Linked DNA regions of Mus musculus: regions 2, 3, 4, 5, 6 and 7 are each linked to region 1. Evidence: chromatin contacts called from public Hi-C, HiChIP or PLAC-seq and promoter capture Hi-C data. All regions are on one chromosome and are shown on one strand. Each heading gives the region's core, a stretch centred on a gene start, on an enhancer-like site or on the middle of the called end of the contact. The rest is flanking DNA. Distances are from core to core; before and after follow the strand shown. Region 1 holds the start of Bod1 (biorientation of chromosomes in cell division 1). Region 2 has its middle 67 kb from the start of Gm40822. Region 3 has its middle 5.4 kb from the start of Gm12108. Region 4 has its middle 13 kb from the start of Gm12108. Region 5 has its middle 37 kb from the start of Gm12108. Region 6 overlaps Nsg2 (neuron specific gene family member 2). Region 7 holds the start of Nsg2 (neuron specific gene family member 2).

Region 1 (4,384 bases), core at 1,057-3,556:
CCAAAGTCAAAACAAACAGTTGTGGTTTCTACTTTGAAGATTATACTCTGGGTGTGGTTGGGGGCATCGGGGTGCAGATGGCCAATCAGCCTATAAATTATTCACTTCCAGTTACAACAATTGCTTTAAGAACTTAGCTCAACAATAGACAAAATTAGACCGGGGACCAAAAAAAGATTTTGTGAGGAAAGAATAAGATATGGTGTGCCTAAAATGCAACCTATAAGAAGGGCACCCTGCCTCCAGCCCTCCCTCCAGGAGGGGCCAGGGTTGAACTCTCTAATAGGACTCCCTCAGAGCCAGACATGAGAGGTCAGCATGGGTCAGTAGTAGAAACAGACTTGAGATGTCCCAAAGGGTTGCAAGCTGTCATGACACATTGTGATCAGCTTAACCTTGCGACTGGCTGAGCTGTTGCTAAGAAGTATGAACTGAGAGTGGCTACTTGTTTTGTGCTCTAATTTCAGTTCTCTTGGGTAGCAAATGTTGGGTGAGAGCATCTTGGATCACTGCCTACTGTGCATCTTCCCCGGAGCCAAGGGCACTGTAAATGTTATCCACATCTTTTTCAGTTGTCATGGGTGACGAGGAGGAACCACAGCAGATGTAGTTCTGAGAGCTGGGGAAGTTGATGAGTTGATGATCAGCCAAGAAACAAAGAGGACAGAAGCACCTAAGAAATCAAAACTGTCCAGGCATGGTGGCACACACCTTTTAGCCCAGCACTTGGGAGGCAGAAGCAGGCGGATCTCTGTGAGTTCAAGACCAGCCTAGTCTACAAAGCGAGTTCTAAGACTGCCAGGGTAGTTAAACAGAGAAACCCTGTCTTGAAAAAAAAAATCAAATATGATCTCTCCTATAAAATATATAAAATTTGTGTTTAGAAGAAGAAATTAAGTTTTTTTTTCCTCCCTCACTTTGTAAGACCTGCAAATGTTAGAATCCCGTGGACATTTTTTATTTACACAAAGGAATTTGATGGCCTTTTCTCCTTGGTGCAGTGACCTCTTTCCCCTTCCTCCTCTACTTCTTATGCACAAATTCTTTTCAGATAACTGAGTAAGATTGTTATGTTGGACCCTAGCCAACTGAGAAAAGACAGGATTCACCTTCCTCAGAATAAAAACCAAATGCACTTCCTGTCTAGGTGTGTTCCCTCCCCTGCCCTTTCCTGCCCCAGCAAGCCTCTTGATCAAGTAAAGTTTGCCTCATCCAGACACTTAGCTGAAATGATGGTCTCTCTTAGCAATCCAAACTTTTTTTTCTAATAGGGGCAACAGTGGGGAATTCAGTGCAGACTTGTGGGTGTAAAAGCTAGGGTATTTTACTTGTTGTAAAATGACAGCTAGCTATCAGGACCGTGGATATGTTAGGTTAAACACTGGACCACAGCACCTACTATACTTCATCTAGGTATATATATGACCACGGTAATTATTTCTGTTCTTCTATTTCTGCATCTGCACAAAGAAATAGTAGTGCCAGCTTTCAGGTAGTTGTGAACGTATTTAAAGAGTGCAGCACTATTACATCTAATTCATTCTACTTACTGGATCTACTATTAGTAATGCTGACAATATTTAATGCTAAGGCGAAAATCCACACATGCAAAAAAGACTTAACAGCAGTTTTTATTTTCTTCTTGTTATTTTACGAGTTCGTAAAATGAATCTGCATTGCTATTAATCAGGCAGAAGGGTACAAACTTTTGAACAGAAGTTTGATTAGTAGGCAGGTTAGAGAGCTTGAGAGGGTATAGGCACTTGCCACTGAGCTGGAGGATACGTGTTCGATCCCACCACTTACATCACAGGAGAGACCAGTGTGTCCCAAGTAGTCCTCTGACCTCCACATATGTGCTGTCGCACGCTCCACCGCCCCTCCCTGCCACACAAAAAGTAAAAATTAATTTTGTCAAAACAATAAGATTAACCCATTGTTAACCAAATCTCCCAGATCACATTATTTAAGGGGATCGTGGGAATGGAGCGACTGTCAAAAGCACAGGCTGCCAGGCATAAATACAGAGCTGCTGAATCACAGTCGTTAAAGGATACACTCGTAATCTTTTAATCAGTTCTGCAGGTGACCCGGAGGTCTGATTTGGGAGGGCTGCCGTGACTGGGTAGGTTCTGAGCCTACAATGCCCAAGCTGTCCCGCAAACTAGCGCGAGCGAGCCAACAGCCTGCCGGGAGTTGTAGTTTCTAACGGCCAGACACGGGCTATAAGAACATAGGTGATGGCTCCAGGAAACCAACCGTCCCACAATGCAAAGGCCGTCGGTGACGCCATTAGACGAGCGCCGGCAGCGCGGCGAGCGGGGAGCGCCTTGGTCCCCGCCGCCTCCCACCCTGCCGCCTCCGTCGCCGCCGCCTCCGTGGGCCCCTCCGTGTCTGCGCAGCTCTGCCCGCGGCTCCCGGAGGAGCAGCGGAGCGCGGGGCCCGGCGCGGGCGCGGGGTGCGGCCATGGCGGACGGTGCGGGAGCAGGCGCGGCGGGCCAGGCTTCGGGACCGTCCGGGGGCTCGAGTGGGGCCGGCGGCCCTGTCAATCCCGCTTCGCTGCCTCCGGGAGACCCGCAGCTCATCGCTCTCATAGTGGAGCAGCTCAAGAGCCGTGGGCTGTTTGACAGCTTCCGCCGGGACTGCCTGGCCGACGTGGACACTAAGGTACCTGAGCCTCGGGGGACCAAGGGGGGCGGACCATCCAGTTGCTTTGACGTGCCAGAGCCCGGAGTAAAACAAAAGGCACCTCGAGAGCCTGGCAGGGACGCGCTGCTCGGGGCACTACCGGTATCTTCTGAGTGGTGCACACCCGACACCGGAGCCCTTACCAGCTGTGATTTTTAAATCAATCAATCAATCAATCTATCTATCTATCTATCTATCTATCTATCTATCTATCTATCTATCTATCTATCTATCTATCTATCTATCTATCTATCTATCTATCTATCTATCTATCTATCTATCTATCTATCTATCTATCTATCTATCTATCTTCTGAGTGGTGCACACCCGACACTGGAGCCCTTACCAGCTGTGATTTTTAAATCAATCAATCAATCAATCTATCTATCTATCTATCTATCTATCTATCTATCTATCTATCTATTCATTTATTTATTTATTTATAGTTCTTTCGCTTTTCTGAACTTGAGGATTCTTTAATGGCTGCACACGTATACCCACTCCATACCCAAGAAACTTGTGTTTTACAACCCATGGGAAAGGTAGAGTACTTTAGAAGCTCCACCCGTTCCCTTGTTCACCTGGGAGGTGATTTTTAGCACTGGCTGGATGGGACTGCACGTTAATAGTCCCTTTCCCCAGCTGAATCATTTGCAGACTTGTTTGAGGTCAAATTGGGATAAGCTGTCGAATCAGCACCTTCTTTTTTTCCATTTAACTAATTGAAATGGAGTTAATGGCTATGTTAGATCCAGTGCCAAAGGCCAGTCTACCGTTAAACAAAATGCTAATTCACCTCATTTGGAAACTTTGGAATGTGTGTCACGGGGCAGGTATATAGTAGCCAGAACATTTCCTTTCCCATTACAAAACTTGCTTGCCAAGATTAAGGTGTGGAGCTAGGAGCCTCTTTGCTGACTGAGAGGGCTCCCCAGGGTAGTGGTTGCTCCTCATGCTGTCAGGGCTGTGAGTCACCAAGCAAGCTGGTCTAGTAGGCCTTAGCTGGGGCTCAGCTGTCAGCTACAGGCTGCTGGGGCCTGTCCTACGGCTTTGATGTGCGGTAAGGTCTTCCCTACATAGACATGTCTTAGGCCACAATCTGCACAGGTAGGCCATCCTTCCTGCTTCCATGTTCTCGTAGAGCGACCAGAGCCATGCAGACACTGACATGCCATTCACCAAGGATCGGGTGAAGAGGTACTATCTGCCTCCAGTTGGAGAGAAGGTCAGGGGCTCAGAACATTCCTTGTACTCACGAGGTAGTTTCCTAGTCTTGTTCTTAAGCTCTGAGGAAGAGGATTTAGACTAAGTGCCTCAGGCTCCTTTGAGGGTCACAGCTTTCCTGGAAACGCTTCACAGAACTCCCTTGGTTGTAGCTGTAGGGACTCTTGCTGAGGCTTGGGTGGCTGTTTCATTTGGAGGGGCCTTTCCTTGGTATACTGCCATGAACAGTCACTGTGAGTCAAGCAGACAGGAGTGTTTGCATTTTAGGGATGGAAATTACTGACACTCAGAAATCAGGTGACTTGTAAGAAGTCAGTGCTCGGCCTCAAACCCTGTTCCTTCCAGAAGCAGCTTGCATCTGTCCTTGGCCACATGGAGATAGAGGGCACCTTTGTTTCCTCTTTTAAGCCTGAAAGTCTAATGTAAAAAAATGAGGGCAGCATAGTACTAATAGGGTTTCCGCTCGTGGAGT
Region 2 (4,384 bases), core at 1,057-3,556, 440 kb after region 1:
AGACAAATATTTTCTTGCTCTTCAGCAGTTCCAAGCTTTAAATCTTCAGATGTGAGAATACTACATGAAGTATCTGTAGAAACTGGGAAAGTATAAAGGAACGATGGCAGTAAGGGATAGGAGAGAAGAATAACCAAATACAGATAATATGATCTGGAAAAATAAGGCAGTTTCCAACAGGACAGAAATGGAAGTCAGTACAGAATGAGCAGGCTATATGTCTTATTATGGAATTAAACTACTAAACAGTTAAGATTTATTACACAGTAAAAACAGCATACCTGTATGAACAGATGGTTCTTGACTATGATAGATTTATAACTAACAAACCATCATAAACTGGACATTCTGTTCATTCAGAATGCACTTGATACACATCAGACCTGAGTAGCATGACACATATAACAAATGCATAGGTTGATTGGGCTCTTATAGGTTCTTGGGAGTAGTAGCTACCTGCACATCTCAGCCCAACAAGGGAGCATCAGATCACATCACATACATCTGGTAGAAGAAATGAGTAAAATCTGAAATTTGCACTATAAATACAAACAACTGACATGTAATATTTGCATTATTATTATTGTTTGATATTAAAGAATTAAATATTTGAAGTTTAATATTTTTAAGATGCTCAGTATTCTGAAAAATATATTATTTTGAACTATCAAAACTGAAAACTTCAGTTTTGGAAAGATAACTTTTTATAGCAAAGTTCTAAACCAGAAAAATAGTAGTGAACAAGGATAGCAGACTTCAGCACTGAATTCATAGTGAACTTCCTTCATGGGTGACACTTTATTATGTTTTTAAATTTTATTTTACTTTTTACTTATTCACTTTACATCCAGCTCACTTCCTGCCTCCCTGTCACCCCGCCCCATCCCCATCCCTTTCTCCTCTGAGTCAATGTGGGCCCCTTGAGTATCCACCAACCCTGGCACTTCAAGTCTCTGTGAGATAGGTGCTTCCTCTCCCACTGAGGCTAGATAAGACAGCCAGGCTAGAAGAATATATCCCCCATACAGGCAACATCTTTGGGGATAACCTTGTTCCAGTTGTTTGGGACCTACATTGAAACCAAGCTTCACATCTCCTGTGTAAGTGTGGGGAGGCCCTTTTATATTCTTTGGTTGGTGGTACAGACTCTGAGTGCCCCAAGGGTCCAGGTTAGTTGATTCTGTTGGTCTTCCTATGGAATTTCTATCCCCTTAGTGGCTGCAATCCTTCCTCCTATTGTTCAGTAAGAGTCCTCAAGTTCCATACATTGTTTGCCTGTGAGTGTCTGCATCTGTCTGAGTCAGCTACTGGCTGGAGCCTCTCAGAGGACAACATGCCTGCAAGCATAACAGAATATCATTAATAGTGTCAGGGATTGGTGTTTGCCCATGGGATGGATCTCAAGTTGGGCCTATTGCTATTATTAAGGAGATTAATATTATTATTAAGGATATAGATCTCAAAGGAAGGTGAAAATTAGCATTTACAAAGTTGACACTGACAGGCAATGGTTCTCCACCAAGTGATTCTACTATTGCTTATATCCATATTCTAAATTTCAGGGGAGAAATTTTAAATACAGAAATGAGAAAGGTGTAACTTTTGCATCATATTATATAGTAAGTATATCTAAGACATTTAGACAGCATATTCCATATTCATGGGGTGATCACTAATGCTCAATTCTGTGTCAGCCACTTAGAAACTGGATAGGTGGTTTTCTTGCTTTTTACTCAAACAGCTCATTAATTTTCACAATTCTCAAAAAGCTGAATGATGAGTTAATCAGATTCCAATTTCTCTTATTTACTATTTCCAAGATAAATAATGGAATGAATAAGCTGATTTATAAACCCTGGCTATTCCTTGGAAACTTTTTTCCACTACAAACTTTAATATGCATTTTGTGAGATGTAGAAGAAATACCATTGCATGAATTTATTAAGCCATTTGGCAGATGGACAAATATTGTTTTTCATTTTATGAACCTAAAAGTAAGCTCAAAAATTAAGTTATATCAAGCATTACTCCACTCTAAACTTACAGTCATTCTTACATTTCTCATATGAATGGAAGGAACCAGGTATCAGAGGTATATCTCTACAGTGACGTATTTCCTCCAGCCATGCCCAACCTCCCAGACTTTCTACAAAATAGTGCCACCATTTGCTGGTCAAACCTTCAACAGATAAATGAGCCTATGGGCAACGATTCATACTCAGAATGTAACACCCTTTGTCTACTCTTCTGTTCTATCTGGGCAGGAGCAGAGATCTTTATCCAGTCTACTGATTGAAATGCTAATCTCTGCCATAAACACTCCCCTCCACATAAACAGAAAAAGAAAGAAAGTGAGTAGAAAGGAAAAGTATCAGCTCTGGCTCCCCATGATCAAGTTCTCAGCACAGAGAAGATTGATTTGCCCCAGAGGGACAGGGGGAGGAAATAAAAGACCAAGAGGAGATAGAGGACTGGAAGACAGGGAAGGGAACCAGGCAGAGGGGGAAGTGGTATTTTGACAAGGTCCTGCCTCAGCACCAGGAGGGTTCTGAGAAAGGCAAGAATGGCTTCAGATATTCCGTCTATTCACTGGTGATCCTTTATTCTTCAACTGAGTTTCATGATATATTGAATAATAAGAATCAGAAAGTGTAGTCTCCCCTCCCCCAGACTGAAACCTGCTTGCTCAGGGGTGGAGCTTCCCGCTCAATCTTTCTGCCACGCCCACTGCTGGAACCTGCCGCTTTGCTGTTTGGAGCCATCACGTGATCACCCTGCTACTGGACTCCAAGATTATTTGGCGGGAATTGGGCCCCTCCCTCTTCCTTCATAATGGAGTGCCGAAATAGTAAAAATTGAACCTTGAGCAGAGACCTTTGTCTTGGTTCCTTCCTTATCTCGTGCCGCCTAGCCCCTCTTCTCTTCCAGGTTTCCAAAATGCCTTTCCAGGCTAGAACCCAGGTTGTGATCTACTGGCCAGACACAACAAGAAAGTGCCTGAACACGGTCTTTTATGTACTAAAGCTACATCATCAAGGCTTTGGCCATTGTTAATAATTATTAAAAAAATCTTCAATTTATATAAACTCTATGAGTCCCAGATCAAAAGCCCCAACCCCCGTTTCCTTAGAGCAAAACCAAGCACAAAACAAAAGCACATTGTCTTACAGGTTTATAGTCTGCTATTTACGGGTAGCTGGACACAGCTCTTCTAGTTTTCTGGTACAGCAGTCTTTAGTAAGAACATCCATCTAAGAATAAAAAATATAACAAACTACTAAAAAAATGATTCCTTACAAAGTTTTACTTTTATGTAAGTAAAACAGTAAACAGTTTCTCTAATATATTTTCAGGCATTGTTATCTTCAATTCTTCAATTAGCTAGAAAAACAGAGTACTAACTTTTACATGCTTCTACATCATCTTGTAATTCTCTAATCTTCATCTACCTCTCCTAGCAATTCCATAGCCTCATGTACTCTTCTTTTAATACTATTTATTCCTGAATCATATATAAATTCTTCTTTTTCTAGTCATACCTTTTCCTCTTGAAATCACTCTAACTCTTTATCCCTGGTATCTCTAAATTCATCCTGGCTAATCAATGCAGCAGTCATTGGAGGGGAGGGTACATGTATTTCCTTATGATTCCAAATTCAAGGCCAATTCTGGCAATGAACCTTTTCCAAAAAAAAAAAAAAAAAAAAAAACCATGTAAGCTTTTTATGACATTTATAGTTATATTGTCTAGATCCTTTCCCATGACCCTGCAGGCCAAGTAGACGGCATGTTTCTCTTCCTCCACAGCTGCATGACCATCTCCATTCCTCATTCCTGAAAACTGCACATGTTTCATTTACTATGGCATGATTGCCATGGTATGGCATAATTAGTAATGAGGAAGAATATTCCCCAGAAAGAAAGATTGAAAGTAGAGTAGAAAAGACAGAAGATCAACTTTGGGGCAACAGCTATCATCAGTACATGTGTGGATCATGGGATCAATGGCCTGGTGGTGCTAAAGGGGCAGGAGCTATGTCACACCTCCCCTTACATAGCCATGCCAGACCCAGCAGTATTTCTCCAGCAGTAGAATAAAGAACTGCCTCCGGATAGAGATGAGACAAGCATGGCACATAAAAGAAATGGCAGTTTATAAAAGTACAAGGGGGAAAACCATTGTTAGGATGAGGCCTTAATTTTTATTGGCTGTGTTAATTAGGTGAGCCAAAGGGGGCTTTTGATTGCTGGACTTCAATACTTTGATAGTTGGACTGGAGAAGTAGTATGACTCAGGAGGAGGAAGTGACCAAATAAGGGAATGGACCTTGGTTGCTAACTTTTGAATGTAACCTAACAGTTTTTAGTAGAGAAGAAGGTATGG
Region 3 (4,384 bases), core at 987-3,486, 430 kb before region 1:
CCGTCATCTTTATTCACCTTCTGCCTTCATTCCTTTACCTTCTGTGTGGTGATGATTCTAATCTGCCAAGCTGTCTCTCACAGAGCAAGCGCCACGCTGACACGCTGCTCTTTGTTCCCCTTTGGCGATATACCCAGCACCTGGGAGTGCGCCTGGCTTCAGGAGTCACTCAACAGATAGTTCCTGGGTAATTTCCATTTTCCAATTTCACAAGTTCCCGAGCAAATATAAAAGGAGCTGCTTCCTCTGCCCAGCTTCTGAAGAGCCTGGACTGAATATCAGGATCCAGCTTTCTGATTCCAACCTGCAAACAAGACAAAGGATGCCCTCCGTTTTTAATAGGCACTATCATTTTTTCAGTAGCTGGGTTTTTTGTTTGTTTGTTTGTTTGTTTTGTTTTTGTTTTTTCGAGACAGGGTTTCTCTGTGTAGCGCTGGACGTCCTGGAACTCACTCTGTAGACCAGGCTGGATCTGCCTGCCTCTGCCTTCCAAGTGCTGGGATTAAAGGCATGCACCATCACTACCTGGCTTCCAGTACCTTTTGAGCTACCCACTTTGTGAGCCTCCAGGCATTTCCCCCCACTGAAGCTTCATTTCCAACCCTGAATAGTGTAATCCCCAGGTTGCTGCTGTGGGCCCAGAGTGGCCCCAGGCACGCAGCCTGAGGATTTGTGTTCTCCTATGATCACATACATTCTCAGTATACCAGGCAAGGGCTTGTCAGGCTAAAAGTTTTCTGCAACTCCTTCCCACAGCCAGACTCAAGGAGACTCACTGATGCTGCACACTTCTTTCCCAGAGTGCTGCTTCCCCAAAGCATTGATTTCTGGGGGAGAAATGCCACGCTTGATCTAACCTTTCTAGGCACTAATGAGAAGAACAGTACCCATCAGCCTGAGCCGCTGTTGGTAGCAGGAAGACCTGGACCAACACCAGCCTGCAAGGGATCATGTCAGGAGACAGAGCTGCAGGGTCAGCTGAGGATCTAGCAGCAGGTCCCTGCTTGGCTGAGTTTATTGTGTGATCTTGTCCATAGTAGCCAAACTATGACTTGAGTTCAGGTGTCCCTCAGCAGCTGAGCAGACAGGAAAGCATGGTAGGGACACACACTGGCATTTTCTTCATCCACAGAGGACAAGGAATGACAGCATCCCCAGGACAACGGACAGAACTGGAGATGAGTATATTGTGTAAGATAAGCCTGACTCAGAAAGAAAGATGCCACTGTGGAACCTGGATTTTATATACACATTACATATACGATCATGCACACGCACACACGCACACATGCATGTGCGCACGCACACACACATCATGAAAGTAAAAGGGGTCCATTTGACAAAGGAAGGAGGCTTGGAGCAGGGAGGGGGCAGGGAAGGATAATGGGGTGAAGCTGATCCAAGTTCCTGGTGTTTGCGAATGAAAGTGTCATTAAGGAAACTGTCACTTTTTATCACGAGTATTTGTTGATTTTTGTTTGTTTGGGTTTTTTTGTTTGTTTGTTTGTTTCCAGTTTTTTTTTGTTTTTGTTTTTGTTTTTTAGAATAGAGCGGTTTCCAAGAAGCAGAAAAGGATTATGTAGGGAGAAGAAAAGTGGTTACTGCCTTAGGTGAGGCCTTGGGAAAGAAGGCAGACTCCCCAGCAGAACTCAGTCTCCATGTCTGTAAAGTGGACACAGTCAGCTGTCCATGTAGTCCCTGGACTGTTACTCGAGATCAGCATGGTCACAGAGTCCAACAGCCATTTTTGTACCCTCTGGACTTTGCCGATCATCCTGTAATGTAGCCTTTACCAGGAAAACGAGCTTTGAACAGTTATGATGTCTTTTTGAGGAGTATGTGTAAGAATCTCTCAAAATCCCAATCTGAGCACAACTCTGGTGCACGGCGTTGGGTCAGGTGCTTGCCAGGGTGTGTATCTGGTGATGCAGCTCTTTGACACAAACCTGCTGCCACTGCGTCACATGATTGCCTGATAAAGCTATGGAATTGCATTTTTAACATCACCTTCTGAGGATGCTCTGTGACTTTAAGAACATTAATACCCTGATGTTGGTGGAACATTTACCTGGTGGGGAGTGGGTGAATTTTATAACCAAATAAAGAGGGGATAAATTAAGTGCCACCTGCAGTCCCTGTATGGTGAACACAGTCACAGATGAGAATGCGCCCCATGGGGACTGCAGCTGCAGCCAGCCTTCTCAGCAGCGTTCACAGCTGCCCTAGCCTAGATTCCTCTCAGCCACAGGCAGGGTGCAGTCAAGTGCTTGTGTGCACGCTGGGAGCTACACACATTTAGCCTAAACCTAGTTCCTAAAGAAGCCGGATCTGTGACCTAAGCTGGTGGCAGGCTGCTGTGCTGGAGGAATTCAGTGCCCAAGGCCTCATGCTAATGCTTTAGTGAAGCAGGTGGTCGTTTCTTCACTCACTGCTGTTCTGAGACGGCATCTGGGCAGAACTTCCAGTTGAGAGGACAGAACAAGACAAGCCTGTGCCCCACTCACAGGCAAGGGCGGCAAAGAGTCTCCATTCTCAGGGGAGAGCAGTGACCCGATGGGTTTTACTCCACAATTTAAAAATTCCATAAACCATGGCAAACAGCATAATTATGGTGTTACTGATGTTCCTGCCGTTTACTTGTGTGAAATGCTGACAGGTTTTATCTTTTGAATCTCCCTGCAATCTATTACTTAGGTCTGGCCTCATTGCCTGTTGGAAAGAGCAGGAACCTGAAGCTAAGGCTGCCAGAAAAAAAAACAAAAAACAAAAAACAAAAAAAACCCCAAAAAAAAAAAACAGGCTTCAGCAGGCTGGCAGACTAAGCTGGGGCTTTCCCTTGTAATGTTCAAGAACAGTGAAATGAGAGCACAGCCCACAGGAGGGGACCAGGGAGGGCCACAGCCCATTCGTGACTATGGCCCAAGACACTGTCATCAAATGCTTGTCTGTGGCACCAGGTGTATTTGGTAAAATCCAATCTAAAACAGAGCCATGTCTAAGCCTCTTTGCATTTCAGTTATGGGGTCATTAAAAGTAAAAACCCTCCCAGATGTAAAGGCACCTGGCACACATTCCATGTACTCTGGCTTCTAGGCTTCCAGGGGCAATGTCTGTACCACACTTCCCTGGGTTCAGCCAACAGTTGGAAAAGAACACATTCTCTCTACCTACAAGCCACCCTTTCTATCTTTGAGAAAACAGGGTATGCTGTTATAGGAAGCTAATGATCAGATCCTTCGGAGTTGAGCTGTTTGGCCCGAAGTATGGTATCAGTTGCAAGGACTGAAAACTGCACAGTATTATAATGATGGTGTTCTATCGTACTAAGTGGTAATTTCTTGCTGGAAGGAAACATAAAGATGTTTTGTAATGACACATAGAGAATGAGAGACTTAGTGGTCTGAGTCCTACAGACTCACAACCCCAGGGGTCAGTTCTTCCTTTGCAGTCTCTATAACACTGATTCTCCATTCTGTGGGTCACTACCCCTGCAGGGGGTGACATGTCAGATATCCTGTATATCAGATATTTACATTACAATTCATAACAGTAGCAAAATTACAGCTAAAAAGTAGCAATGAAATAATTTTACGGTTGGGGGTCCCCACAGCAGAATGAACTAACTGTATTGAAGGGTTGCAGCATTAGGAAGGCTGAGCACCACTGCACTAGAGAGTAACATGATTTATGATGGTAATACAGTAACATATCAGGGCCTGGTGAGGTGGCTTAGAAGCTAGGAGCACTTACTGTTCTTACAGGTTTGGTTCCCAGCACCCACATCAGGCAGCTCACAGCTGCCTGTAACTCCAGTTCAGTGGGATCCAGCACCCTCGTCTGCCCTCTGCTGGCACATAATGCCGCACATAATGAACTCATGTAGGCATGCTCACATATACGTAGCTGCCCACAGCTACACGAACTGGTTTCCTGAAAGGGAGGCTGGGGCTGTATGGGAAAGAGACAGCGAGAGAAATACAAGACTAAGACAAAGATACTGATCTTTTACTTAAGTTTACTTAAGAGTCTGAGCTTATAAAAGGGGAAAGCCCATCTCCCACCACACCAGGCTCTCATTGCTTTGTTGCTAAGCTGTTGCTTATTCAAGATGCTTCAGAAAGCAGGTCCAGCCTCTCAGCGTCTTGGAGAAAACGAGGTGGCAGAACAATAGACCTATCTAGGTCGGAAGACTCCACCCCAGGTGGGCTAGCTCATAGCGGCAGAACAGGTCTGAGCCAGCCTGCTCAAGACTGGGGAAGCTACACATATATACACATACATTTAAAAAGAGGTAAGTCCTAAAGACAAATGTGTTAACACACATCAATGAAGCCAAGGCAGGAGGATCTCTAGTTTAGGACAGGCTGCACAGCAAGTACCTGTC
Region 4 (4,384 bases), core at 1,234-3,733, 420 kb before region 1:
CCTTCCCCTACCCCTCTTCAGGCCCACAAAAGGGGGCTATTTTTAAAGTCACCAGACTATGGCCAGGAGTGTGGAAGGATTTTCAAAATCTGTTGAAATATGTTTGATGTAGAACTGCTGATTTAAAATTCCATACTGTGGTAATGAAGGGCCGTGCTGACGGGTCACAAACATGGTCTTTGCCAGAGGTGTCAATGGGAATATGTCACCAAAGAACTGGCTTCTTCAGAACCAAGGAGATATATTCAAAACAGTTTAAAAAATATTAAAGTGATTTTTTTTGTCCGTGTAAATATGTCTGGTGTAGTAAATGATGGGACCTGGATATTGTAAGTTGAAGAGAGAGACTCATAAGATAAATAGACAATGGCATGATAGCAACCCCAAACTCATGTTTAGTGAAGTGTCATTTTAAAGCTTGTGCAGAAATTCAGGCACAAAACCTTTAAAAGGGGACCATGGTGTGCATTGCATCAAGACTGAACTTCATAAAAGCTTTATGAAGGTTGAAATCATCTCCTGCCCAGGACTACGCCACAGTCAGGTCATGTTGACTATGGTGACATTTGCTCTTCAGAGTTAGGATGATGCAGTGGAGGCCCAGTGTTGGAAAGATCTTATAATTTGTGACAGGCTATGGAGTCATTTATGGTTTCAAAACCAAAATCTGTCCAGAACTTGACAATGAAAATCAGCTTACAGATTTAACATTTTTAGTGGATCTAACTGCTTATTTACATGAATTTAACATTTGTCTTTAAGGTGACAAACAAATTACCAACACAGTATTTCAAATCATAACAGCCCCCAAAGAGAATGAATGAAAATACCACAAGGATGAAAGGAATTTATGAATTTTAGCAAATCGTCTAAACCCTGAACAGCAAAAAATATGTAGCCCTTCCTAATTTGATGCAAGATCTTCAAAACAGATTTGAAGATTTCTGGGGAAATAATTGTCCTGATATTTCTGTGACATTGTTTTCTGTCAGCCTCAGTAGCCATCTGTCAGTTTTCTGATGGGAGTCATAGAATCTGATGTTTGGCTTAAAGGAGAACTTGACTTGGACTGCCATAGACTTTACCGATAGCCCCTCTTTACAATTACACTTCTTTCATGCCCGTTTTAGGAGTGCTTACATAAACTAGAATGTTTGATGTGCCCTTGACAGCTCCCTGAGTATTGCAACAGCTTCCTCACACCAGATACTGACACACAAGTATCTCAAATACAATGTCAAACATCCCATTAGGGTTTGTGTTTTTTTAAACATTAAAATTTATTTATTTATTTATGGAGATGTGGGGGAGGTCTCTTTATGTAGTCCTGCTGACCTGGAACTTGGTAAATAGACCAGGCTGGCCTCAAACTCAGAGAGATCTTCCTGCCTCTGCCTCCTAAGTGCTGGAATTAAAAGTGTGTGGCGCTATGCCTGGCTCTCGCACTAGTCTTATCTTGACCTCAGAGCAGGACAGAAGAGCCAGGAAACTTGGGCTTGGATCTCACAAGTTGGGACACCTTGGGTAAGCTCCTTCCTGTCTTTGTATCTCAAGCACCTCACCTATAAAATAGGCTAATGGCAAGAGAGAGTGTCCCCAGCATACTTGGCCCATAATAGAGGAAGATCAGATATCAAAGAAGTGTTCACCTCAAGTGTCAGATCAAAGGTCCCAGGAGGCATTCATAAACTAAACGTCTACTTCTCAGACATTCACCCAGGAGGGATCTATTGTGTTTCCCCTATCTGCCAGGCTGGGACAGTGTAATATGGTGAAGCAGGGTTGAACTTCATGGACAGAGGAGTTAGTTATGCGAATGGGCAGAAAGAAATTCAAAAGCCGGGAGGTTCACAGAGGGCTGCGGTGGGCGGCAGTGGGGTGGGTGTTGACTGAAGCCTGGAGGGGAGTGGGGGACCTGTGATGAGGACAGCAAGAGCAGGACACTTAGAGAAAAGGCAGCAGATGCAGAATGAGGGAGAAGCAGTGTGAACGAAGGTGTAAACAACCCTCTGGGGTCCCATAGCACTGAGTCTCATATAGGACGGTCTAGCCTACTCACACAGACAGTGGGCTGCGGCAGGAACACATGATCTGGTTTACGTTTAAAGCATTGCAATGGACAATGGGTGAAGCAGGGAGGACATCAAAGCCCAGCTTCCCCTCCTCTCTGAAGTCACATGCATGTAGATTTATTCCTTGGCACCACAACCACTTTCCTCCCTACATCCTGAGGTTGTTATTGGTAAAACAACAGTCATCAGGAGCATGCACCTTGGGGCTGTTATGGAATGAGTGGCCTCTTTGTCCCACCACACAAACATTGTACCCTGGTACTGACATCATCTCATCTCATTTTTACAGCCATTTCCAAGTCAACACTATCAGCAGCTTCAGAATAGGCAGCCAATGAAACCAAGGCCTCCTAGGATTAGTGCCGTAGCCCAGTTGCCTAGCAACAACACCCACATCTGCATCACTGCAGAGCCAGACTACAGCAGGCATTAAAACAAAGGCAGAAAGGAGTTACAGCCAGTCTCTGGGAGTGGGGCTTTCCTGCAGGCATCGATCAGATATATCCAACATTTAGTTCTAGAGGGGGCCCAGTCCCCAGCTCCTCAGTGGGACCTAGATTCCTCACAATTCCTTTAGGTCCAAGAAGGGTTGACTGGGCATGTATTAGGTACTCACAGTTTTCAGGACGCTGCTGATTCCCAGTTTACAGCCAGGACTGATGATGCTCAGGGAGATTAATATTCAAAGTTCAAATCCATTCACAGATGAGGAAGTAGATGCCCAGAGGGCAAGAGCTATGCCCAAGATCCCTTGGGATACCCAGTGGAGACAGGGCATAAACTAGCTCTACCTGATACAAAAGCTACTTCAAAGAGAAACTTCTATAACAAACACTCTGTCTTTCTCTCTATCTCAGGCACATCCATAAAGTAAGTGTTGGTTGTGGCAGGAGTTGAGCATATGCCCCGAAGCCACAAGCCCTGGTTTTTGGAGAAGACATATTTTTTCTCTGCATTTCAGAGCCTTGGAGCCTTGGGGAGATTTCAAGAGGACCAGCTTTGCTCAGAATACTGACATATTGTGGCAACCGGATGATGCCAGTTCTACTGCCACCCATATCTGTACCGAGGCCTCTAGGCCTGAGCAAAGTCAAAGGCCTGGTGTGAGAGAAGCCCCTCAGAGTCATTTCTGAGTAACTCCAGGATTTGCCCCACTGAGTCTCCAAGGCCCAGAGCACAGGGAAGCAGACCTTATTTAAACAGATCTGTTTGGCCAATACCAGCTTCTCCAGCCTGGAGGCAGCTGTCTGTGGCTGGGAGCCAAACAGTAGCCCCTCAGAGGGTTACCACAGCCTAGTTTCTGTAGCTCTTTGTCCTGGGTCCCTTCAGTGCAGTGACAGTCTGTACAGATGTTAGGTCTAGCCCTGAGTGTGGCTGAGAGTGTCAGGTCAAGGGGCCATATCAAGCCAGGAGACCCAGGAGAAATACCTGGGCATGTGTTTGATATTGTAAGGCAGTATGCAGACAGAGGGCCTAGGTAAGCTGGAAGGACTGTGATCCCATGAGTGCAGAGCTGAAGTGGGGACCACAGAGGCTGCAGATCCTGCCTCCCATCCCATAATCTTTATTCTCTTTCTTTGTACATCTACTGCTTGAGAACTTGGCACCTCCTCACAGAGCCATTTCTGGAACTCAGATTCTGGAATTGGAACCCAAAATGACAGATCAACTTTGGGACCCTGACCAGCCTTTCAGGGCCACAGGTCCCAGCCACCTTTTCCAGGAACCGCTCAAGGTCTCGCGGAGCCTCAGAGGCTCAAGTGCAATCGCTGTCTGGGGATGTGCTTTTGAAGGTGAGGGTTATTTTTGTCCTAACTACCGTTGTTAGGAAGATGTCACAGCAATTGTTCAGAAGTTTTCCTTGGTATCTATCCCACGTTCGCTCCCCATTGGGGCCTACACACTGGGTCTCTCTGCTTGTGAGAGAACTGCGTTGGCCGTGGTGAGAGCACTCAGCATTTTCAGCTTTATGAAGACTCAGATCCAGTGTGGAAACGTCATTTGGAGATGCATGTCCCAAGGACGGCACCCTTGAAGGCAGGTCTAACCTCTCTCCACTTGCTACCTCTTTAGGTTGAAAAAAATTTTCTGCATGACCCCAGATGTACGTAGAGAGGCATATAAAATAGAAATACAAAGTAGGTATAAAACTGGAGAGTTGGTTTAGCAGATGAGAACATTTCTTATTCTTGCCAGAGGAATATTTGAATATTTGATTCCCAGAACCCATATTCAGCTCACTGTCATCTGTAACCTCAATCCCAGAGGATCCAACATCTTCTTACCTCCAAGGCACCGGGCATGCGTGTGGA
Region 5 (4,384 bases), core at 1,195-3,694, 390 kb before region 1:
AGAGACTGAAGCAGCAATCATGGAGCCTGCATGGGTCTGTGCTAGACCCTCTGCACACTGCTGTGGTTGTTTAACTTGGGGTTTTTGTGGGACTCCTAACAATGGGAGTGGGGATATCTCTGATTCTATTCCTACTGGGTTGCCTTGTCTAGACAATATGAGGGTTTGTGCCTAGTCTCACTGTATCTTGGCATGCTGTGTTTGGTTGATATCATTCTTTTCTGAAGGGAAACGGAAGAACAGTGGATGTGGGGGAGAGGCGAGGCTGGGGAACTGGGAACTGGGAGGAGTGGAGTGAGGGAAGGCCGTGGTTGGGACGTGTTGTATGGGAGAAAAATACAGAAAGAAAAAAGTTCAGGTGTCTGAAGCAACTTTGATCTAAACTACAAGTGAGTGAGTGAGTGAGTGAGTGAGTGAGTGAGTGAGTGAGTGAGTGAGTTGCTGTGCCACTTCCGGCTGCCAGGGAGTGAAGAGACAGCAAGCAGAGAAGGAATCCGAGCCTGCTCCTGGTGCTTTTCACTGATCGAGGTCAAGATAGACTTGCATTTGCCTGAGGCAGATAATGATGGGTGAGTTAGTTAGATGACAGATAATGGATAATGCACAGCGCGCACACACACACACACACACACACACACACACGAATACACACACATACACACGAATACATACACTCACATGCATGCACACATACTACCACATACTACATAGGTCATGCCAAGAGGGACTAAAAGCAACACAGCTCTGTACTGATAAGCATACTTAACACCCAAGTCTTGGTTCCTTAGTATCTTTTGCAATAGGAGAAACTAAGGCTTCTTGGAAACACAACAGATTCCAGGACTAGAAAGGGGAAAGAAAATGTTAGATGAGCCTGGAGGGTGAACTGAGAAGATAATGAATACTGGAGGTGTGGCTCAGTGGTCAAGCACTCCCATGGCATGTTCTGGTCTGTGGGTTTGTTCCTTAGCAGTGCAAAATATGTGCACACACATGCATGCATATACATACACACAACTATACACAAACATATATACACACAGTATATGTACATATGTATATGCACACACATTCATACAGGCCCCCACATACATGTATGCACACATACATACACATCTATACATGTATTCACACAGACATGAATATATATACATACACGTGTACATGGACACATACATATATACACACATGCACATACATACATGCATCTTTTCATATACACATTTATGTAATAGATATATGCACTCATAAATGTGTAAATGTATACTATATACACATATACACACATGTGTACATAGTTTACATATACAATTACATATACAAATATATACACACATATTTAAATATATTAATATGCCCATACATAAATGTTCTGTGGAATTGCAGGTCATATCTTGCATCTCAAAAGGGATTTTAGTTGCAAATCCGGTGACATTTGAATAAAGTCTATAGTTTTATTTTTAAAAATAATCTATGTGAAGAGCTTGCTCAACATTTTTTTCAGAATACGCGACTGTGAGGCAACATTTTAATTTTACCATTAAAAATTATATTTTGAAGCTGGGCAGTGGTGGCACACGCCTTTCATCCCAGCACTTGGGAGGCAGAGGCAGGTGGGTTTCTGAGTTCAAGGCCAGCCTGGTCTACAGAGTGAGTTCCAGGACACCCAGGGCTATACAGAGAAACCCTGTCTCGAAAAAAAAAAAAAAAAAGAAAAAAATTATATTTTGATACAACTAAATGCAAGAACTAAAATTGTGCATAGAGATGGGAAATGGGTCACCCCTGGTTCTGACAGTCTGTAAATGGGACCAGGGAAGGGACCACAGCTGCAAGCTTCCAAAACACTGACAGAAAGGAGCCAGTTTTATGTTATAGGGCCTTCAAGGCAGTTAACATGTTTGGCCCACAGCAGCCCTGCTGGAGAGTGAGGTGCTTATAAATAATTCCACTTTCCAATCAGGGAAACCCAAGCACAGTGATGGCTTAGCAGTAGGAGGGATTAGTTGTGGCTACTGCAGGTAAATTGTTGAGTATCCTCACCAAATGAGGCAAATGCAATGGTGATCCCGACGTGAAGGATAAGGCAGCTGCAGTGTAGAGAAGAGCTGGCAGATACAGGCTGCTTTCCCCACTCTCAGGGATACTACAGACCCCTTGCCCCATCTTGTGCAGGCTGAAACCCAGGATCCTCAGATGAAACACACTCAGACCATCCACAGACTCTAAGCACCGTCCTTTTGATTGAAAGCAGAGAAAGACAAAGAAAGAGGAGACGCAGGAGACGCAGAGGGAGAAGCAGCAGGTTTCCAGAGGGCAACCTGGCCAGTGGAGGGCAACTGTGACCAGTTGAGCTCCTGGGTCTGTGTTCCCTGAGAGGAGACGATCCTTTCTGATGGATGAAAGGACAGGAGAGGGGCTTGGGGGGGGGGTAAATGCTGTGTTATGCTAGACTGAGTCTGATGATGGCATTGACGTTGCCAAGGAAACCAGCCTTTTCTCTCACTACTCACACCTGCTAGTTTTTTGGGCTTCTTGGGAAAAAGAAGATGAGGAGTTTATCTCTGCTTCTCCTGAGTCCCCAGTCAGATTAGGCGGGGGTGGGGGTGGGGGTGGGGGCGGGGGATGAACTGATCACAGCAGTTGGCAGTTCGGAAGAGGTGGTCTCTCAATTTTCCTGAATAATAACATGTCTCCTTAAAATAACTCTGCTGTGGTTGCCTGCTGGGATCCCGCTCTAGCACCACCATCGCCTCCCCCTGACAGGCAGCAATTATCTATTTATCCCATTCCTCTGTCCTCCAGCCTCAACTGTGAGCCTCAGGGAGCCAGGCAGTTGCCCTCTAGGCGGAGGCTTTGCATGCAGAGGATAGGGAAGAGATCTCAGGAGCTGGCTTAGGAGGATGCATTGTACCTCCCTCCTGAATTCCTCCCTGAAGCAGGAACCTGTCCTTCACTACCCAGTTCTCAGATTGACACCCACACTGAGACACCCAACCCGCTCCCAGAGACCTCACATTACCGTTCTGCACAGCGGAGGTCCCTCTCAGAAGAATTCCTGATGTTGGTAAATAGATTAAAAGGTATGCAAAGGACACAGAGGGAGTTTGTTCCACTAGCCTAGGCCCTGGCTTTATGACATTGCTGGCCCAGCAGGGCCCTGTGAAGAGGCGCTTTTCTTGACTAAACCTTTGGTTAAAGGCTTCTTCTCACCGGTAGCCACTCCCTGCTCATGCAGGCGATTGTGTCCCCTTTATTCTGATGAGAAAATTATAACTCCACCAGGAATAGCATTAGGGTCACTCCTAGTAATCAGGGCTGCCATTGTCCCCGCTCCTCCTACCGTTATATGCATTATATAGGGTCTGTCAAGGTGGATAAAGGAAAACTGTTGTTTTCTTTTTCTTCTTCCTCTTTCTTTCTTTCTTTCTTTCTTTCTTTCTTTCTTTCTTTCTTTCTTTCTTTCTTTCTTTCTCTCTCTCTCTCTCTCTCTCTCTCTCTCTCTTTCTTTCTTTCTTGCAATAGAGTTGCAAATTCATTTACAACAGAACGTTTGAACACGTGCTTGTTAAGTTTTTAGTTGACTCTGTGTAACTGAATAATGTGTCTGGTGTTTACATGTTGCCTACATAGATTCATGGCCTCTGTGAGTGGGATGCCAGCTCACAGTCCTGACTGGGCCTCACTGTTTCAAAAGATAGGCTGACTGGCCAGAACTCTGGAGTGTGAAGGGTTGTCTCTGTTGTGTTTATAAAAAGATCAAGAGAGAAAGAATTGTAGTCAGGTGTGGGGGAAGGAGGTGCCTTCCTGGGCCCATGCTGAGGCATCCCTTCCCTCTGAGGGACCAGCCACAAGATGGTATAGTATAGAATAGAGTTTATTCAAGGCATGGGGAGGGGAGTTAAGAAGGTAGTAGAGACAGAAAAAGGCACACAGAGAGAGAGAGAGAAAGGGAAGGGAAGAGGAGGGGAGGGGAGGAGAGAGAAGAGAAGAGAAGAGAAGAGAAGAGAAGAGAAGAGAAGAGAAGAGAAGAGAAGAGAAGAGAAGAGAAGAGAAGAGAAGAGAAGAGAAGAGAAGAGAAGAGAAGTAGAGGCCAGCCATGACCATAAGGAGAGAGAGGGAGCAAACAGCTTCTTCTTTTTTTTTTTTTTTTTCGTTTTTGGATTTTGGAGACACAGTTTTTCTACGTAGCCCTGGCTGTTCTGGAACACACTCTGTATACCTGGCCGGTCTGGAACTCAGAAATCTGCCTGCCTCTGTCTCCCAAGTGCTGGGATTAAAGGCCTGCACCACCACTGCCCAGCAAGCAGCCTCTTTTACAGTTAGTCAGGCACACCTGGCTGTTGCCAGGTAACTGTGGGGCGGAGCTTAGACAAAATGCCAA
Region 6 (4,384 bases), core at 822-3,321, 350 kb before region 1:
ACGAGTTCATCAGGAGATCACAAATGAGGAGAATGTCTACCTTGCTTAAGATATATCAGTATTGGGGCTGGAGAGATGGCTTAGTGGTTAAGAGCACTGACTGCTCTTCCAGAGGTCCTGAGTTCAATTCCCAGTAACCACATGGTGGCTCACAACCATCTGGAAAAGGATCTGATGCCTTCTTCTGGTGTGTACTCATATAGATTTAAAAAAAAATCTTAAAAAAAAATCTATCAGTATCCTATAGTTCAGTAGGGAGGTTAGGACGATGTGCCATGTGGACTCTTCTGCAATTTATGACCAACTGTTGATAGGCCTATTATTACATAGTCCACTGTAGGTGGCTATGGCTGCTGTGAGATCATGGCTGTATTGTAGGGAAGACAGCAGAGGTGGGGAGGAAGTACGAGAGGTTAAGAGTGATAGTAAACAGAAGGTACTACAGACATCCTTCTTGGTAGCAGCACATCCACAGCACCTGCCTCTTCCTCAAGATCGATACTTTCCTTCATACCAAGGCTTCCTGGAGCAACAGTACCTTCCAATCTGCTGCCATCTTCAACAGTATCAGAATCTCGCACAGCAGAACTTTCAACAGCGCTTGTATCTCCATAATATCACATTCTCCATTACACCAGAAGCTTCAGGCAGCACAAATGGCCCACACTGTCACCATCCCATAACCAGTGCCCTCCACACCACCAGGATCTTCCTTTAGAACTCATCCTTCCAAAGTGTCACTACCTTTGGTTCCACCAGCACCTTCTATAGCACCAAAATTCTTCCTGAATCTGGTGCCCTGTATGTATCAGATGCCTGTATCACCAGCTCCTCCACAGCACTAGAGCTGCCCAGAACACCACAGCCTTCTATCTGTGACACCCATTCTTCAATGCAGCATAAACCTTCCACACCACCAGCTCCTCCATAATACCAGTCCATCCATGCACCAGTGCTTCCCACAGCAGAACCACAGCTTTAACACCAGAACTTTCCAGAGCCGTGGTTCTCAGCCTGTGGGTCACAGCCCCTTTGGGAATCAGATAACCTGCATATCAGATAATTACATTGTGATTCATAACAGTAGCAAAATTATAGTTATGAAGTAGCAATGAAGTAATCTTATGATTGGGGGTCCCCACAACATGAGAAACTGCATTAGAGGGTTGTAGCATTAGGAAGGTTGAGAACTGCCATTCTAAAACATCATTATGTTCTGTAGCAGGCAGTTTAACAGCATCCCCAGCTCCCAGGGCTCAGGATGGATGGATTTGTTCCTGTTAGCCTAAGGACACTCTTCAAGCCTTTTGGAAGAACCTCTGGAGATACAGAAAAACAGGGTGCACAGGGGTGGGGTAGGGGTGAGCAGCAACTGTCCGTGCTAAGCTCTCTGAGGCTGTCTGTAAAGATGTTCCCCCAGCATCTCCACCCACAGCTCCAGGCACATCTAAGGGTGGCAGCAAGCCAAACCTCCACACACCATGGCTACTCGGCTCAGAACCTCTCCCAGCCAGCATCTTGCAAAGCTTGAACCATTGGTCCAGTCAGAGAAGCCCAATCTTCCTTTCCCAGGCAAAAATAAGTTCTATGATTCTGCTCCCACAGCAGACATACGTGGTGGGTCCCTGAGCCCCAGTGAGCTTCCTCATCTAAGACCTTCAGACTCTTCTTAATTACCACACAGCTTCCTCACCCTTTTCCCCTACCACCCTGCAACCAGCAGATGCATCCTTTACAAAGCCCAGAGGAAGCTCTCTGAAGAAAGCTGAAAACCAGGCTAATTAACACTTCAAGCTTTATATAAGCAAATGAGAATCTGCTTCATTTCCATCCCCTCCCCCCTTCTTTTTGTTCCAAAAGGCAGGGCTTGTCCCCACCCACGCCTGACAGTCAAGGCTCGCAAAGGGCTGCTAGTGAAACACAAATCTCTTCTTCCAGAACTGACTTGACCCGTGAGGATCAACTGAACAAAACTGGATTAAAGGCAGTGATCAGGCCTGAACCCGGCTTAGAGCTACTCTGTTCATTATTTTAGCTGACTCATTTCTACTACAGGCAGCATGGCTGGACAGAAAGGCCAGACAGACAGGCCCAGCTCTGACACTGGCTCTGGCTTTGACACTGGGTAACTGGGCCAGCGGACTGAATCATCTCTCTGATTAATGGGGGAGTTATACCACCTCATCCACTGGGGACTCCCAGCTCGCTCTCTCTCTCTCTCTCTCTCTCTCTCTCTCTCTCTCTCTCTCTCTCTCTCTCTCTCTCTCTCTCTCTCTCTCTCGTGTGTGTGTTTGTGTGTGTGTGTGTGTGTTTGTGCACATGTGTACAAGGCAAGCATGGTCAGGGGACAATTCTATACAGTTAACTCTCTCCCCTTATGTGTGCTCTAAGAATTGAATTTAGGTCATCTTCTGAGCCATCTTGCTAGCCTAAAAAGGTAAAGCTTAAGAATTTGTAAAATAGTCCACTATAGAGATATAGTTTTATTCGTGAAATCAAGAGAAAGGTAGGAAGTCTAACCTTGTCTAATACTTTGATTTTTATATATAGCACTACTGTTAGTATTCTTATGTGTGACTCTGTGCCTTTTATGAACGACAGAGCCAAGACAAGTCAACTTTACTCCAGGGCCCGATTTGTACATATTACCCCCATTCCCTCCTGCTTGCCCCTCATAACTTTTCCCCGCAGGTGGCTGCACACAGCAGGGGCCAGTCCCCCTCGTACTAAGTCCACATTGCACAGTGGAAAACATGGTAAGATGACAGTAAATGAGCAGTCCCCGCCTTTGCTAGAGAGCCAGCATCACACACTCAGCCACTCAAATACAGATTTAGTGCAGAGAAAGACTGTCATGTGTTCTGGTTTGGTCTAATGCTTGTATTATGTTAATTGGGTCCCCAAAATTGCACGAGAATTTGCATGTAAAACACTGAGGGTCCCTGACCTCTGTTTTGATTGGTAATTAAAGTTGCCAACAGCTAATGGTTTGACAAGGAGGCAGAGGTGGGACTTTTAGGATTCCAGAGCAAGGAACAAGGAGGGAGGAAGGGATAGCTGCTGCGCTGGGAAAGGGGCAGCTGCCATGCCTGAGGTGTGCAGGACAGCTTGCCAACATGTAAGAGCCTGGGAAGAGTGGCCTCAGGGGACCCCTGACGGGGTTTAGGGCAACAAAAATGGAATATAGATTTTAATGAGTAGTAACTCAGGAATATCGGAGGGGAGTGTGTTAGCTGTGTGGAAGTTTGGGAGTGGCTCAGCCATTGAGCTGTTTAAGGCATATTAAAATATAAGGGTGTGTGTGTGTGTGTGTGTTTCATTCAGGAACCCTGAACATTGGGGTGGGTAGCGAGAAACACTTGTGCCGTCGCTGCTGCCGGCATGCTTTGAGTAGTTAATTGGCTTCAGCAACAATGAAGGGCAGAAGGAAACCCACTCCAGTACCCAGATAACCAAGGGCAGTATCTACTTTCAGCTCGTTAGGTCTGCTTTTGCGGCTATCCACTCACTAGTCTTGTCTGGATCACTACTAATTTTTACTTGGACACTTCAGTAGCCTCACAGTCTCCCATTTAACCTCTTGCCCATCACACATTATGTGAAAGACGATGCAATTTTTCTAAAGCCCAAATTCAGTCACATCCCTCCTCTACTTGAAATCCTGAAGAGGCTTCCTACCGCTTTCAACAGTCATCCACACAGCCCACAAGGCTTGAGACTACCTGCATCCTACAGACTTCTCCTGACTTATCTGGTGGTGTTCCTATTGGTGCAGCATTTTTACATCTTGCCCCTTTTCTAGAGCGCAGCCTCACTGCCCTTGTTCTTATTGGGCAGCACTCTTACAGCCTCGGGGCCTCTGCACAGGCTTTGCTCTCTCAGTCCCCAGCCCCCTCATGCCTGCTGAATGCTGGCTTCCTTCTCCTGTCAGTTCCTAAGCAGCTCCACACACACTAACCTCAGCTCCTCCTATCATCTTTACATATCATGCTTAACTGCTCTGTCCACTGCTAGTGACTAAATCTCCACCATGCCCCCACTCCTGAAAACAAAACAAAACAAAACAAAACAAAACAAAACAAAACAAAACAAAACAAAACAAAAAACAAATACACCACTGGCTTGTACCTGTCTGCTTCTTCTTCCTTCTGCTATCCATTAATGACCAAAGCTGCTGACTAAAATTTGTGTTTCTTAATATGTTCCTGTCACATTTCCTGAAGATTGTGGTGGAAACACAGGAAGAAGAGGGCAGGGGATAAATGAGAAGCTGTAGTCACTCTTTATCAATTATCAAATCTGTCGGAACCGGAGAGCTTGGGTAGCACTCTTGTCCTGGGATGAACCTCCGTGTTGAAGTCGGAGTGACTTCCATAATCCCTCC
Region 7 (4,384 bases), core at 856-3,355, 330 kb before region 1:
CTTACCTTTAAAACTCCAATTTGGATGTTCTCTCCTGCAGCTCGTCCGTCTATCCTGCCTTCCCTCTCCTACCCCATCTTCTCCCCTGCAGCTCATCTATACTGCCTTCCCTCTCATACCCCAGCCCCCCCCCCCATTGTGATGGTTGGGTCCAGCATTTACCACGATGCACTGGGTTCCTTTGAAGAAGGGTTTTTAAAAGTTTATCTTTTTATAACCAACTCCTTGCAAAGGGGCAAGAGCTCGGCAGAGGCAAACTGAGTTGCTGGATTGAGCGAGTCCAAGTCTCTGCCTTCCTAGCTATACCAATCCATTTTCAAAACACCTCAAGAAAATGAAGACAAGCCTTTCCCCCTTCATCACTGCATAGAAGCTTATGTGTATTCATCTACCATGCTAAAATCTTAACAAGAGAACATTAATTTGTTTGCCTGTATGTGTAGATTATGAGCAAACACCATAAATCTGCAATAACACAAGAAATGTCTCATCTCTGGACACAATATTTTCCAAGGAAGGGAGCCTGTTTGGTGGCTGGAAGAATGAAAGGATTTGAAGGGGTAAAAAAAAAAAAATCTTTTGCTGCTTGGGTTCCTGGGTTAGGGTAGCCTGGGGGACAAGGAAAGGAAGATCACCCGGTTACCTTCTCGGGAGCAGCCAGCTGCAAATGATTAACCTCCAAGGGCGTGATGAGAGGGACGGTCTGGAAACCATCCTCCACGGAAGGCGGCTTGGCCCCCTTCTCTCCAGGGTTGCTGTTCAGCTTCACCATGCTTCTGCTTTTATTCCAGACCTAAGGCAAGCAGCAGGATTCTGGTTACAGTGGGAATGTGAGGGGCTGAGGACGGTCTGAGACAGCTCAACTGCAGCAGCATTCAACCTGGCAACAGCCATCAATCTCCCACTAGATTTCCTGACATGATTCCCATTGTCCGGGGAAACTTCATTAATCATCAGAATGTGCTAACTGCTCACCGAGTTCACCAACCCTCGAATTAGGGAGCCCCTCCCAAACCCCCAAACCCCCAAACCAAAAAACCCCCAAAACCTCAGACCTTCATTTTTTTTTTAAATGAGCTTAAAAAAAATACCAAGAAACTGTGGCTAACATATCCCTAGAGCCCCACTGGCAAGATTGTTCTTAGCACAAAAGGAAACTCCATTATTCTGGGCCCCCTGCAGTAAGATACATTTCATCTCACCACCCACATCGCTATTTTGCCTTTTCTTCACCAATCTCTAAAACACAATTAAATACAGTCAATCTCTCTCTCAAGACCCCCCTCTCTCTCTCTCTCTCTCTCTCTCTCTCTCTCTCTCTCTTTTACATAATATGTAGATTGTACACGAGACCCAGGTTTCTACATCAGAAAGAGGCTGGCTTGAACCTGATCTCCTTATTCAGCCATGAAATAGCTCCATTTCCTCAATAGCCAGGGCCTTCCTTCCTTCCTTCCTTCCTTTCTTTCTTTCTTTCTTTCTTTCTTTCTTTCTTTCTTTCTTTCTTTCTTTCTTTCTTTCTTTCTTTCTTTCTTTCTTTCTTTCTTTCCTTCTTTCTTTCCTTCCTTCCTTCCTTCCTTCCTTCCTTCCTTCCTTCCTTCCTTCCTTCCTTCCTTCCTTCTTTCTTTCTTTCTTTCTTTCTTTCTTTCTTTCTTTCTTCCTTCCTTTCTTTCTTTTCATGGAAAGTTAGCAGCCCCCATATTGCAAGATTGCCAACTAAATAAACAAATCACATTATTTCCCTCCAGTTCCCTTTGAACTCAAGGATTGATTTCACCGCACCCTCAAAAGCCCTGCACAACTGAATTTCTCCTGTCAATCCGGCTGGTGGGACGTAATTAGACAAACGGAGTTGTGGGGATGACAGGGTGGTAAGGGCTGGGAGGGTGCTGGGGAGTGGTTACAACAAAAACAAATGCCTACTTACTGTGCGGCACTGGTGGGGGTCAGAGCAGAGTCAAGCCAATATGTAGAGGAGGAGGACAAACAGGAGTCCTCCCTCCTCAGCCAGAGCGTGGTGCTGAAAAAAGCAGCCCTCGCGTGCCTGGATCCGGAGCTTCTGAGAACGAGGCGCCAGCGCGCAGAGAAGATCTGGCAGCTGCCAGCCTGCTCGCCAGCTCGCGCCTCCCACCGGGGACGGCTCCCACACCACCTGTCATCTGGCACCACCTGCTGTTTCTCATGCATGGCCACAACCCCTGCATAGGACAAACGTTTTAAAGAAAAGTGGAAGGAATTTTGGTTATTCCAAAAACAGTAATGTGGCTTATAATTTTTTTTACAATAATGTAAAATGCAATTCTTGAGTCTTTGGTGGAAACTGAAAAAGCAGGCACTTTGTTTTTTGTTTTGTTTTGTTTTGTTTTAGGAGAAGGGCTCCCCTCTTGCTAAAGCTTCCCTAACAATACTGTAAAACTCAAAACACCTGCTCTGGGTTAGAAGAGAAAGTAAACTGGTAGTTACTTTCCATTTCCTGTGCTGTTACACCTTTCTGGTCTCTTTCAAGCTACTGCCCTCTTTTGTAAACTGTGGTTTCTAACAAAGACTGGGAAATGGGGTGGCTTGCACTGTGAACACACCTGCATAAACTGCAGACAGTGCATAGACTTGACCTGTCTAAGGTCACAGAACTGGAAAAGGCCAGAACTGGGACTTGATCCCTGACTCTTGTCCCCAAAATCCATATCTAGGTCAAGACGTTAAATAACATCCAGTTTGCTGACCAGAGTAAGAAGGAGTGGAGAGGCAGTGTCAGCCGGACCAAACTGGCTGGGTGGGTCTGACACATTTTCAGCCACTCCCTGAGCCTCTGCTGCCTTGCCTTTGATGGAGGATAACAGCACTTGCAGAATGAGATGGCAGGGAGTACGGGAAGAGAATGTACCCATGGAAACACATCTGACTTGTGAGAGATGCTCTGAACGCCTATTTCAACCACAGGGATGATTGAGCCCACTGCCAGTGACTTCTCCCAGCTGTGGCTCAAATCACTGTTCATCAACAGCTGCAGTACTGACTGAGTGGTTCACTTTGATTTAAAAAATATTTGTTCTGTGTGGAAAAAAAAAAATCACCCTAGCTAGTGTCTATGTGTTACAAGGCACAGAAACGCGTGTGTCTTCTGTATTGTTCGGGCATGAAATGTGTGTAAGGGTTTTTGAGACCATGAAGGCTGTCATCTATCAGCACCACACAGGGCAGTGTTAAATGGTGATGTATATGTGTGAGAGGGAAGTATTCTAAGAAATATTGGTTTTCCTTCCCCTTCTTTCCAAAGACCTAAATGACTGCCAAATTCATGCATGGCACGAGACCAGCACAGTATAGCCAGCAACCACAGGTTCAATTGTGAACATGTATATTTCAGATCCTAACGCTGCTGCCCTAAGAGTCAAAGAAATCCCCTCTGATAGTTCATGGCTGATTGACAAGGAAAAGCCACACTTTTCAAGACAGAGGTCCCTAGAGTTCACTAAGCTCCAGAAAGCAGCTTGCCTGGAGGCAAGGAGAAGTCCAGGCTTGGTGACCTGTGAGGTTAAGACCCAAGCTGGAAGGAAGGCCATGGCTGGAATGGCATGTCTAACCTTGATGGAGAACAAGGTTGAGGGGTTCCAGATAAAATAGAATAATTGGTATTTAAAAAAAAATTGAGGATTGAAAGCAAATACTATCACATCATTTGATGAGGTTTTCAATGTACGCAACATGCAAGACATCTGTGCAGCAGAGTGCGGTGGAAAGAAACCAAGATGGTGTCGGATATGGCCTTATAGACTGCTTTAAGTGATGAAGCTTTGGGTCCAAGTAATCTGTATCAATTTAAGTATGTTTTTTGCAATCTTAAGATAGCCAAAAAGATACATAGTGTGTGTGTGTGTGTGTGTGTGTGTGTAATAATCAAAATGCAATAAACATCATCTACTGTGCAGAGGGTGGGAGAGCCGGCCTCAAGGGCATGACAGCAGGAGAGCTGGCCCTGACCCTCACTGGCTGCATCACTGGGTAAGCTGGCTGGGGCAGTGCTGGAGAGTTCGCCCTGGTGGTGTGGTGGGTGCAGGAGAACTGGCAGGCTGACCAGCTCAGCTAGCACTCAGGCCCAGATCCAGGGCAATGAGTTAGGCCACCCCAACATCTAACCCATCTATGAACTGTTGGAGTGCATGAAGGCTTTAGGATCTGGCAGATCCAAAGCTGCAGGATCTCCATGACACATGCTGGCTAGGAAGATCCACCGGTGGTCTGACTGACAGGACTGGTCTCAGCTGGGCCCTCTCTGCAGCCTGCCATGGCGGTGAGACATTCTAGGAGACAGTGCAATGGCATCCTGGAATGTCTAACTGTTCAAGAACTACAAAGGCCAGCCTGGTACAGAATGAGCTCCAGG

Evidence for each region. Promoter capture Hi-C pulls out the DNA fragments that hold promoters and counts their contacts. A called contact is a pair of places that touch in the nucleus more often than the background predicts. HiChIP or PLAC-seq counts read pairs in DNA pulled down with a chosen protein or histone mark.
Region 2: a contact with region 1 is called in a promoter capture Hi-C map of trophoblast stem cells, with 4 times the contacts expected there. The contact joins the enhancer-like site here to the promoter of Bod1 in region 1. A contact is called at or near these places in 7 of 39 promoter capture datasets (the 3T3-L1 cell line, cranial neural crest, hippocampal neurons and 3 more), 1 of 15 datasets of contacts at CTCF or cohesin (the NIH/3T3 cell line), 1 of 484 Hi-C or Micro-C datasets (neurons), 1 of 115 datasets of contacts at active chromatin or transcription factors (fibro-adipogenic progenitors) and 1 of 9 other capture datasets (embryonic stem cells).
Region 3: a contact with region 1 is called in a Hi-C map of the N1E-115 cell line, with 4 times the contacts expected there. The contact joins the enhancer-like site here to the promoter of Bod1 in region 1. A contact is called at or near these places in 12 of 39 promoter capture datasets (3T3-L1-derived adipocytes, cranial neural crest, embryonic stem cells and 7 more), 3 of 15 datasets of contacts at CTCF or cohesin (the NIH/3T3 cell line, pro-B cells and stem cell-derived epiblast-like cells), 15 of 484 Hi-C or Micro-C datasets (the CH12 cell line, the N1E-115 cell line, bone marrow-derived macrophages and 7 more), 24 of 115 datasets of contacts at active chromatin or transcription factors (Th17 cells, bone marrow-derived macrophages, differentiating embryonic stem cells and 12 more) and 2 of 9 other capture datasets (embryonic stem cells and liver).
Region 4: an H3K4me3 HiChIP or PLAC-seq map of embryonic forebrain shows a contact between it and region 1, with 5 times the contacts expected there. The contact joins the enhancer-like site here to the promoter of Bod1 in region 1. A contact is called at or near these places in 12 of 39 promoter capture datasets (the 3T3-L1 cell line, the C10 cell line, the HPC-7 cell line and 8 more), 1 of 15 datasets of contacts at CTCF or cohesin (the NIH/3T3 cell line), 1 of 484 Hi-C or Micro-C datasets (bone marrow-derived macrophages), 9 of 115 datasets of contacts at active chromatin or transcription factors (embryonic forebrain, embryonic hindbrain, embryonic stem cells and 4 more) and 1 of 9 other capture datasets (embryonic stem cells).
Region 5: a contact with region 1 is called in an H3K4me3 HiChIP or PLAC-seq map of forebrain, with 5 times the contacts expected there. The contact joins the enhancer-like site here to the promoter of Bod1 in region 1. A contact is called at or near these places in 12 of 39 promoter capture datasets (the 3T3-L1 cell line, the HPC-7 cell line, cranial neural crest and 4 more), 3 of 484 Hi-C or Micro-C datasets (CD4 T cells, CD8 T cells and the CH12 cell line), 8 of 115 datasets of contacts at active chromatin or transcription factors (bone marrow-derived macrophages, double positive thymocytes, embryonic forebrain and 3 more) and 2 of 9 other capture datasets (embryonic stem cells and macrophages).
Region 6: a contact with region 1 is called in a promoter capture Hi-C map of the HPC-7 cell line, with 7 times the contacts expected there. The contact joins the enhancer-like site here to the promoter of Bod1 in region 1. A contact is called at or near these places in 13 of 39 promoter capture datasets (the 3T3-L1 cell line, the HPC-7 cell line, cranial neural crest and 7 more), 2 of 484 Hi-C or Micro-C datasets (granulocyte-monocyte progenitors and megakaryocyte progenitors), 8 of 115 datasets of contacts at active chromatin or transcription factors (craniofacial prominence, embryonic forebrain, embryonic midbrain and 3 more) and 3 of 9 other capture datasets (adipose tissue, embryonic stem cells and liver).
Region 7: an H3K4me3 HiChIP or PLAC-seq map of forebrain shows a contact between it and region 1, with 7 times the contacts expected there. The contact joins the promoter of Nsg2 here to the promoter of Bod1 in region 1. A contact is called at or near these places in 20 of 39 promoter capture datasets (the 3T3-L1 cell line, the C10 cell line, the HPC-7 cell line and 12 more), 1 of 15 datasets of contacts at CTCF or cohesin (CD8 T cells), 15 of 484 Hi-C or Micro-C datasets (CD4 T cells, CD8 T cells, DN3 thymocytes and 11 more), 25 of 115 datasets of contacts at active chromatin or transcription factors (T-cell acute lymphoblastic leukemia, bone marrow-derived macrophages, craniofacial prominence and 15 more) and 5 of 9 other capture datasets (adipose tissue, embryonic stem cells, liver and 2 more).

Annotation. Positions count from the first base shown.
Region 1 is chr11:31,669,784-31,674,167 of GRCm38.p6, reverse strand. Bod1 (biorientation of chromosomes in cell division 1) reads left to right here and starts at 2,306. Exons shown (of 4, transcript NM_001024919.1): 1 at 2,306-2,667. The coding sequence starts at 2,467.
Region 2 is chr11:31,234,468-31,238,851 of GRCm38.p6, reverse strand. No RefSeq gene overlaps it. Among named protein-coding and RNA genes, the nearest start is that of Gm40822, 67 kb to the right of the region's middle. Within about 2 kb of position 2,306, at least 3 of the 459 cell types and tissues checked have an H3K27ac peak or open chromatin away from gene starts, as enhancers often do. A contact at or near this core is called in trophoblast stem cells, where this site is marked.
Region 3 is chr11:32,104,388-32,108,771 of GRCm38.p6, reverse strand. No RefSeq gene overlaps it. Among named protein-coding and RNA genes, the nearest start is that of Gm12108, 5.4 kb to the right of the region's middle. Within about 2 kb of position 2,236, at least 60 of the 459 cell types and tissues checked have an H3K27ac peak or open chromatin away from gene starts, as enhancers often do. A contact at or near this core is called in the CH12 cell line, the N1E-115 cell line, cerebral cortex and 6 more, where this site is marked.
Region 4 is chr11:32,085,665-32,090,048 of GRCm38.p6, reverse strand. No RefSeq gene overlaps it. Among named protein-coding and RNA genes, the nearest start is that of Gm12108, 13 kb to the left of the region's middle. Within about 2 kb of position 2,483, at least 100 of the 459 cell types and tissues checked have an H3K27ac peak or open chromatin away from gene starts, as enhancers often do. A contact at or near this core is called in embryonic forebrain, forebrain and hippocampal neurons, where this site is marked.
Region 5 is chr11:32,062,426-32,066,809 of GRCm38.p6, reverse strand. No RefSeq gene overlaps it. Among named protein-coding and RNA genes, the nearest start is that of Gm12108, 37 kb to the left of the region's middle. Within about 2 kb of position 2,444, at least 24 of the 459 cell types and tissues checked have an H3K27ac peak or open chromatin away from gene starts, as enhancers often do. A contact at or near this core is called in embryonic forebrain and forebrain, where this site is marked.
Region 6 is chr11:32,017,823-32,022,206 of GRCm38.p6, reverse strand. The region is part of intron 3 of Nsg2 (neuron specific gene family member 2); the gene reads right to left. Among named protein-coding and RNA genes, the nearest start is that of Nsg2, 20 kb to the right of the region's middle. Within about 2 kb of position 2,071, at least 141 of the 459 cell types and tissues checked have an H3K27ac peak or open chromatin away from gene starts, as enhancers often do. A contact at or near this core is called in the HPC-7 cell line, embryonic forebrain, hematopoietic stem and progenitor cells and 6 more, where this site is marked.
Region 7 is chr11:31,998,140-32,002,523 of GRCm38.p6, reverse strand. It overlaps Nsg2 (neuron specific gene family member 2), which reads right to left and starts at 2,105. Exons shown (of 5, transcript NM_008741.4): 1 at 1,928-2,105; 2 at 644-793. The coding sequence starts at 772.